Linked DNA regions of Mus musculus: region 2 is linked to region 1. The links are chromatin contacts, called in public Hi-C maps. All regions are on one chromosome and are shown on one strand. Each heading gives the region's core, a stretch centred on a gene start, on an enhancer-like site or on the middle of the called end of the contact. The rest is flanking DNA. Distances are from core to core; before and after follow the strand shown.

Evidence for each region. A called contact is a pair of places that touch in the nucleus more often than the background predicts.
Region 2: a contact with region 1 is called in a Hi-C map of bone marrow-derived macrophages, with 2.9 times the contacts expected there. The contact joins two enhancer-like sites. A contact is called at or near these places in 1 of 15 datasets of contacts at CTCF or cohesin (CD8 T cells), 13 of 484 Hi-C or Micro-C datasets (the Patski cell line, Th2 cells, bone marrow and 9 more) and 2 of 115 datasets of contacts at active chromatin or transcription factors (bone marrow-derived dendritic cells and bone marrow-derived macrophages).

Annotation. Positions count from the first base shown.
Region 1 is chr2:69,363,003-69,367,597 of GRCm38.p6, reverse strand. No RefSeq gene overlaps it. Among named protein-coding and RNA genes, the nearest start is that of Dhrs9, 15 kb to the left of the region's middle. Within about 2 kb of position 2,102, at least 2 of the 459 cell types and tissues checked have an H3K27ac peak or open chromatin away from gene starts, as enhancers often do. A contact at or near this core is called in bone marrow-derived macrophages, where this site is marked.
Region 2 is chr2:69,425,341-69,429,940 of GRCm38.p6, reverse strand. It overlaps Lrp2 (low density lipoprotein receptor-related protein 2), which reads left to right. Exons shown (of 79, transcript NM_001081088.2): 77 at 1,220-1,348; 78 at 3,899-3,970; 79 at 4,138-4,600. The coding sequence ends at 4,296. Among named protein-coding and RNA genes, the nearest start is that of Gm36393, 22 kb to the right of the region's middle. Within about 2 kb of position 1,605, at least 2 of the 459 cell types and tissues checked have an H3K27ac peak or open chromatin away from gene starts, as enhancers often do. A contact at or near this core is called in bone marrow-derived macrophages, where this site is marked.

The sequences.
Region 1 (4,595 bases), core at 853-3,352:
AAGATCATACTGAGTGAGATGAACCAAGTCCAGAGAGACAAATGTTGAATTTTACCTTTCATCTTAGGTTGATAGCTCCAAGTTTTTTATGTAAGTATAAATCTGGATAACTTCAGAAACTGAGAAAGCCAAAGGGGACCATTGTAGGGAGCAATAGGATATATATATATATATATATATATATATATATATATATATATATATATGTATAAACAATTTTTCTCATCTGAGCTGACAGTGCTATCCTAAGAGCTATCAAGTATCTTACAAAACCCCCAACACCAGGCATAAAAATCTCTCTTTTGAAATGTTGGTCAGGGTTGTCCAAGACACTCCCAAAACATTGTAGACAATTTCTATTGCCCTTTGTTGAGCCCTCTTCCCCAAGAGGTATAAGGTAAATCCATATTGCTGAAGACACTATGGACTTTGAACACAGGACCCAGAAGATTTGAGTTGGATCTGACCTGAAAGTTTCCTTCTTGAGGACTGGCTTTCATGGTGTCAGAAGGTACTATTTAGGTTCCCAAAGGAGGGAAACAAACAATATTTCTACCAATCTGTGATGCTTTTGAATTACAACAATGATCAGATTGGCAGGATACCCCTAAGGATGTAATAGTGGCATATGCACATTGTCAGTGAGCAATAGCTCTTTAATTGGACTTACAGGAGGGAAATCATGTCTTGTACTGGAAACCTAGCCAACTACCTGGGGCTAGTGATGTCAAAGATCTTGGAGGAGAACTTACAACCACCACTTAACTAAATCAGCAAAATCCTACCACATTTTAAAATATTTATCCTTACTCCTACAGATAAGGTAGTTCACAGCCCTCATTAAGTAAAGTTCTTTTTGCAACAGATAGAAACCATTATAGAAACTGGCAGAATGCAGAATTGCAGAGTAAGGTCCTAACTGATCCATCTATAACACAGCTCCTGCACTTAATGCTCTGGCACCATTGCAGAAGAGGGAGGGAAAAGACTGTTAGAACCAGGGGAACAGGAAATTGGTGTAGGATTGTGTCTCCTGAAAACACCAGAGAAGCTACACCTATGAAGTCCCACCAACATGGCTATCTAAACATGAGCTGTGTAAGGATACTGCCAATAGACATCCTAATGTGGACGGGGAAAGGCTCACAAGTCCTCAAAGCTAGGCAAAGAACTACAGGTAACTAAGGAATGCTGGGAACAGGAGACATTATCTTCCCTAGGGAAGACCACAGCAGTTCATTTCTCAGAATCAAACAGGTCCTGAAAACAGACATACAACCAACATTATCTGGACTGAGCAAAGTCTATGTATCTATTTATGAATACACATGGTGAGCAGGTTATATTTATATATTTACATTACATACATAAATACATACACATATAACATACTTGCACATACACACACAACACATATGGGTATATCACAATTAAAAGAAGAGGGCATGAATTTGAGTGAAAGCGTGGTGGTGGTACATGGGAAGGGTTAGAAAGAAGGGAGAAAATGGGGAAGTGTCTTAATAGTATTATAATCTCTAGAAAAGAAGTCTGTCTGGGAAGAGGAGTTGGAGATTGAGATGAGATATGATAGCGTTTCTCTGTGCCAAGAAACAGTGACTGGTGGTGTGTATCCATGGAAAGCAATGGAAGTTCATTATTCTTTCCTTCTTAGCCATACAGAACACATGCAGAGGAAGATGGCGAATGACTGCTGTCAGCACCAGGCTTGGGGAACTGGAACTGGAAAATAGAAGCATGGATATTATATAGAAAAGCTCTCCAAAAGGGTAGCTAAAGGGAACTTCCTAACTTGTAGGGGAACAAGGAGCCCCGACCTGTACCAGAGCATTCTAGTTAGGTGAGAGGGGACAAAGGAAGACAGTCTGGGCATAACCTCAGAAGCTGGAACTCTGGTCTCATCATAGCTGGGAATTTGGCTAGGAAGGAAAGTTACACCCACCGGGCAGGTCCTAGTCCTGTCTTCAAGGCTCCAGGACACTGAGGCAAGGAAGAGGGAATATGAGGAGAGGGAAGGTGCTCTTTCCACTCTCTCAGTGGGAGAATGAAGACTGGAGGGACTAGAAAGTGAAGCCAGTTCCAGGAGCTACAGGAAAATGCTGAGGTAGCCTTGGGATGAAGCCAGGAAGAAGGCAGTCATTAGCAGGGTCAGATTCTGCAGAGGAAGTCTCCTAGAGGAATAGACTCCTCCTCCTTCTCCTCCTCCTCCTTCTCCTCCTCCTCCTTCCTTTCTTCTTCTTCTTCTTCTTCTTCTTCTTCTTCTTCTTCTTCTTCTTCTTCTTCTTCTTCTTCTTCTTCTTCTTCTTCTTCTTCTTCTTCTTCTTCTTCTCGGAGAAATGCAGCTTCCATGTAGTAACAGGATTTGAAATTCAGCATGAGATTGGCAGAGAAAGGTGTGATCTCACTGACTTCAATAATTAATAAATGATAATCTGATACATACCTCCTTAAGAGATTGTTTCCTGCCAAGTACACTAGCAGGAAAACAAGATAAGCTGCCAGACCTCATTTTCTTGGATCACTCAAATAACCTATTTCTCTACTTCCCAGCTTGCGCAACCCAAACTACCCAGCAGTTAGAGAGCTTGCAAGTCAGACCACATGCTCTTCACTGGTAGGGTTCAAACCTGGAACAACGGGCTGATGTGCCTATTTAACATATCAAAATGGACACTGGCCACCAAGTTCTCCCTGCAATCCCTCAGTCCCCAGGAGTTACTGGACCCTCCTAGCTGGCAAAACCCTCCCCAACCCTTAACTTTTCAGTCCACGTAGCTGGGCTTCTCTTCCCTATATAATCCAACCATTTTGGCTATCCTCACCTTTTGTATCTTTATCCTGGTTCCCCTCTCTGCTCTCTCTCTTCTCTCCCTGTCCCAGTCCCCACATGACCCCAGGGTCATGATGACTCTGGACTCTCCCAGATGTGTCTGCCTCTATCTATGTTCTCACACATGTCTATAACAAACTTTCTCCTCCACCATACCTAGGAGCAGTCATGGCCGTATAAAGAGAGTCACAAGGTCTGCATGATCGCTCTTCTGAATCAAATCAGCAGAAACAAACGATCCATATATGGCTTAGGAGAACCAAATGAGCCGCTTGATTCTATAAGAGAGGCCAAGTCCCTTGGTAGGGTTTTGAGTACCAGATGAACAAACATGAGGACCTAACATTCCAAGGTATTTGAGAAGGTTTTCATTGCAAATACCAGGGAGAGTATAGCCAGGGGCACTTGGAAGAGTCCAGAGCAGGGAGAGAAAACAGTAGACTAAATATGGTCAATAGATTGAACTGGGGCTAGGAGAGGAGAGAGAGAGAGAGAGAGAGAGAGAGAGAGAGAGAGAGAGAGAGGAAGAGAGAGGAAGAGAAGAGAGAGGGACAAGGGAGTGGAGTAGACCAAGACAGCGGTGAGAACTAAGAGAGCAGAGGGCAGAGAGCCAAGAGAGAGCACATGGCTTGTGTAGGAAATTAGGAGCTGGAGGAAAGGCAGCAAAGCTCAGGGTCTGGAGACATTGAGGGTAGGGACAGGGTGAAAAGATCTAAGAGCCAGGATACCAGCATGGGACTCTGTACAGACCCTTGCTGAGAGTGCCCAGAGGCCAGCATGTGATTTGGTAAGCTACTAGACCACAGTTAGCCCTTTGTCCTGGAGTTTTCTTTTGGATCTAACATTCCAGCTTGTTGTTGATGGTAAGGGGCAACTTAATTACTTCTTGGTTGAACTTTTGATGTTGGGATCCAATGAAGGCTGATATTCTAGTCAAAGCTAGGAAGGGAGAGAAGAGTGCAGGCCTGGTGATCTCTGTTTCACTGGCCATCCAGGTTCTGAGGGACCCCCTGGGGCTGGTGACATGTAGGCTGCTTTCTAACCCTTTGGGATGCAGGGGCTTAGGTTGATCAGAAATTCCATCAGAAGCTCCTTTGAGGACTGGCCAGTTTGCAGCAGTTTGCAGTCTGCCATTGCTAGGGTAGACAGACTAGGGACAGAAGGCAAAGTGAAGATTTGGGAAAATTCTTTATCTTGGGTATACTTGAAACTTCTAGGCTTATGGTCCTGGTAGTCAAAGTCAAGTGGAGTCCCAAAACCGGGAGGAAAGGGAAAGCTATTCTTAGGGGTAGCCAGTAGAGGGAACAGCTTAGGCTGTTAATTGACGGGTATCTCTGAAGCTTACATGAATATTTTTTTAAGTTTACAAAAAGAGATGAAAGCTTTAGATACACTAACATCACCATTGTTTGTAACTTGTGCTGAAATCCCCATTGGAAGTATCTATAACCAGCTAGAGGACAACCGTGCCTCTGGGTACTAGTTAAGTTATGGTTTGGGGTTTAAAGCATGAACACGCTTATCTTGGTCCAGAAAGGCTGGGTATTTTGATCAGAGAGAGATACAGCGACCAGCACTTTCACTTTTAAGTCTATACTTATAAGACAACCGAAGTAAATTTTAATATTTGAGTTTGTGATTATGATAAGAGTAGTCAGTGCCTCACCGGGGGAGGGGAGGGGGAGGGGAGGGGAAGGAGGGGAGAGAGGTCTACCAGAGATAGGTGGAGAGAGGGAGGAGGGGGAGA
Region 2 (4,600 bases), core at 356-2,855, 63 kb before region 1:
AGGGAACTATGTCATAAATGAATGGCTGAGAGACGGTATTATGAGGCTGCTTATCTGAGAGGGCTAAAGTGAGAGGGACGGCCTGTTCTGAAGAGTATAGAGGTCTGAAGTTAAGATTTGCTCCGAAGGCTTATTACTCTGTACCTGTAAGAGAAGCTGGAAGGAGAGGCAGGTGCTTTCCATTAGCCTGGACTAATGGCTCAGCGCTGGTTCCCGATCCATCAGCTTTTGGCCTGTCCTTCCTTTGTCTATGCAGCTACAGGAAAGAGCTATCAGTGTTTGCTAGTGATTTCCGATTCAACATATAGTATATTTTAATATGAAGTGATAGAAATATTTTTCAAAATGAGCTCTTTCTTAAGAGCAAAAAGATTTGAATCTTGAAAGAGTCTCGTCTGCTCTTTGATAATGTATCGTGGGATAGAGATGACATCTTGTCTGGTATTTTTCACATGAAATAAAGTGAGGCCATGCATACAAACAAAATGGAGAATGTAAAATACAAGGAGTATACTGACTTCCTTGTAATATCTATTCAGGGTGATATGGGTTTAAAGAATAGCTGCGTAATTATGTGAATTTGACAAAAAATAGAAAAGTATTAAGGCTGTTTGCTTACTGTTTTTTAAAATTCATCCTCTTTTAGGTAGTCCTCAAATTTGCTCATTTTATTCCTTTTGCTATTTATTTATTTATTTATTTATCTTTGGAGACATAGTCTCACTGTGTACCCCAGGCTGGCCTCAAACTTACAGATATTTGTTTGCCTCTGCCACTGCTTGGATTAGTGTTGTAGCTACACACCTGACCACACTCATTTTTTTCCTTAATATTCAAAGAGGATTCTGTGCACTGCGTCTGTGTGGCTGTTACTTGGTGTTGTTACTTAGCTAGCACTTGGTTGCCAGTATGCAACTGGAACACCTGTTATTACAAATTATGGTCAAGGTGGGAATGAAGGGTGTAGACAATGTAGCAGGGGTTACATCAATGAGTGTGTGGCAATGAGGGGTGTCCTCGCCTACCACATTTGATATCTTAGGTGACTTAGTGGTTGTTGCACTTATTTGGGGAAGGTGGAAGTGGCATTTAGTTTACAGCTGCTAGTGTCACTTATCAGATTGAAAAGGTACGTGACTGTGTCTGTGGGGGATAAGGTGGCAAACAGAACCCAGATCTACTTATTCACATATTCATTTCTTCTTTCAAAACCGTGTAGGGACCGTCAGTAAGCTCACAGGTGACTGTACCAGAAAATGTGGAAAACCAGAACTATGGAAGGTCCATAGATCCTTCTGAGATAGTTCCAGAGCCAAAGCCAGCCTCCCCTGGAGCTGATGAAACTCAGGTAATGATAATTGACTCATGAAAAGAAATTTGCAAAGAACTTGGACATTTCTGAGTTGATGCTAATCCACGGAAGACTACGTACATACAAATGAAAACAAAATTGTAGATTTAGTATGTCTTCATGAAAAGGACATAGAATCTGGGACATTCACACAACATGCACAGTAATGTGCTGAGGATACATATAAAAGAGAATGCACCTTTCCAAGTTGCTCTTAGTGCCTTACTACCATTACCAATGCCGACCACCAGGTGGCACAATTTTATTACCTTGTCCTCTGTGTCCAGCTACACCTAATTGTCCATCCAACCATCCCACAAGCATTGCTGTATTACCGTGCCAAGGAAACTAGTCCAGGAGACAAAAGTCCTGCTTGATGAATCTTTCTTTATCATATATGCTATATCTTCACATATCCTAGAATATTTGGGATGCAGTTTAACAAGCACCTTTGAAATGAAATTGTATAAAATGGACAGTGTGCTGCTAGCTTTAAAGAACGTGCGTTTAGCTATCCCAGATCTACATGCTGGATTCTAGACACTCATTTTACCCCTGAGAACTGTAGTCCTTACCAGTTCCCTTCACAAGGGGATCCATGGGCAAATTGGAAATGATAGCACTTCCGGATAAAAAACACTGTGAGACATTTAAATGTTCCTGGTCCTTGTGCAGAGAAACTCAGTGGTGTGTTCTTTAATTCAGTGTGGCTGAGAGAAAAAAAAATCACCTCTTACATGTACACATGCATAGACATGCAAACACACACACACACACACACACACATACATACACAAACACACACACACACACACACACACATACACAAACACAAACACACACACATACACAAACACACACACACAAACACACACACCATAGAGAGGAAGATTTTGGTTCACTGTTTTTCTAGGGACTTTTTTTCTCCTTAAGCTACATTTAAAAGTGGACATTGAAGATTTGTTTTCCACAGCCACCAGAATACTTGAAATATCAAATGTTCAGTCCCTAGGTCTGGCTGTACTCCAAGGCAGTGTCTGGTTTACTTCTTTATTCTTAACATTTCTTTCCAGTCAATTCTCGATCTTAGGGACCTTTCTTAGAGGTAGCTTGGTCTGTAAGGAGAGGCAATGTGGCAAGAAGCTGTTCCCTCCCCCCACTCCAGGTCCCAGAAACAGAACGGGCATGGGGGTTTGTTGGGAATGCGAGTCAACCTTCGCCAATTGCAGCATAGCTCCATGCCTCCGTCTGTGCTGCCCACTGGTTCTTGCACTGATCCAGGCCGAGACCTTCCAAGTTCTGCTCCCCAGCGTCTGTCCAGAGATCCTGTATCTGTGACCCCCGGACACTAAATTGTCACTTGGCTCAGCAGAATCACTTGCTTAGGTCACCGAGGACACGAACTTCCAAAGGAGTCTCTCAAGCTTAGATTTCTTAGTAAATATACAGAGAATACTCAGAATTCAGACCCCGTCACTCAAACCTGTCATTTCCCACAAGTTGCATGGACACACATTGGATCTCCTTTAGAGACGAGGACGGCCATATTCCTCTTGTTAGCAATTACTTAGTTGCATGGAGCTATTGCAGACCAAGACAATGACTTAAGGTGTTGGCCTTCTCTACTTAACTTCACATTTCCAAACATATGGCTCTGACTTCCTTCTCCTTTTTCCTCTGTTTGGTGACACAGAGAGTGGATGTGTGGGTTGGGTGAGTGGTCTTGCCTTTCTTCCGTAGTCATGTGCTCCTGGTACCAAATTTCCCACCCATCCTGCAAAACACATGGGTTACTTGATCTTCCATAGGGGGAACTTGTTAACCAGGTGGCCAACACTACAACCACTCCATAAGGTGGGGCCAACTCACTGGTGTGTGAGTGACTGGGGTTTTCTCTTTGGGTTCTTCAGTACATAGGCCTCTCTGCTAGTCTACCACACTTTAGCTATTTGTCCTGCTGTGACTCAGTGTGTCATACAGGAGGAACAAAAAAAACCTGCATCAAAGGATTATTGAGATGAAAACAACCCCACAAACCTTAAAGCAATTCCCGATGCACAGCAAACACTCAGTAAATGTCAGTTGTTGCAGATGATGGTGATAGTGATGGTGATAGTGGTGGTGGTGGTGGTGATGATAGAGGATGTGTCGAAGTGAGAGGGATATTCTGGCCAAGACATAGTTTTGGAAATAAGAGACATAATTTGGGTTTTCCTTGAGCTTCTAGGCTGCTCTAGAAGTCTGCCTCTGTCTTAGTGTCTTGTATACTCTGTATCTGACTGGCTAGATGGCAGTCTTCTAGATGGCATGAGTCCAGATTCTCCATCTGCACATTTTACATTGAGGAAAGATTTTGAAGTTGTTACATAAAAACACCTGAGAGTCTTAGCTACTGTACAGGGACAGTTGAATAATATACTACTTAACCCACACCCTTAAGTTAATATGCTTTCAATAGAGTTTAAAAACCTAGGAAAAGACACCTATAAAGAAAACAAAATAGAAAACTCCATTACTGAAAACCGTCCATCTCCTCTTTCTGTTTAGGGCACAAAATGGAATATCTTCAAACGAAAACCCAAGCAGACAACGAACTTCGAAAATCCAATCTATGCAGAGGTAACTTTTAATCCCTGTTCTAAGTACAGACATTCATTGTTTGGCTAGGTTGGGCACACATTGAGGTTATTCTGGACAAACTGACCAAGGTTAGTCCTTATACAGAACTGTTTATGATCATGCCGGGAACATAAAGCCATGTCATCCATGTCTTGTTGTGGTTGCAGATGGACACTGAGCAAAAGGAAGCTGTGGCTGTGGCTCCCCCTCCATCTCCTTCTCTTCCTGCTAAAGCTTCAAAAAGAAGTTCGACTCCAGGCTACACTGCCACAGAAGACACCTTTAAAGACACCGCAAACCTTGTGAAGGAAGACTCTGATGTATAGCCTTGCCAACTCTCTAGGGAACATTTAGACACTCACTTTTGCACATATATTTTTTACAGACAAATGAAAAAGAAGTTAACATTCAATACTTTATAAAAAAATATATTTTTCTCTGTTTGCCTATAATTGAAGGTGTGTCGTGTGTCTTTTTTACTGATGCCATTTCCTATTTTTACAATTATCATGAGGTACTGTGTATATCTTGCACTGATGTTGTCAGGAGGTGATGCTGTGAATATATTGTACTTGTGTAAATTTCAGAAGGATTATAACATCTCTGCCTCTGCTAATGAGAGTGCCTGCT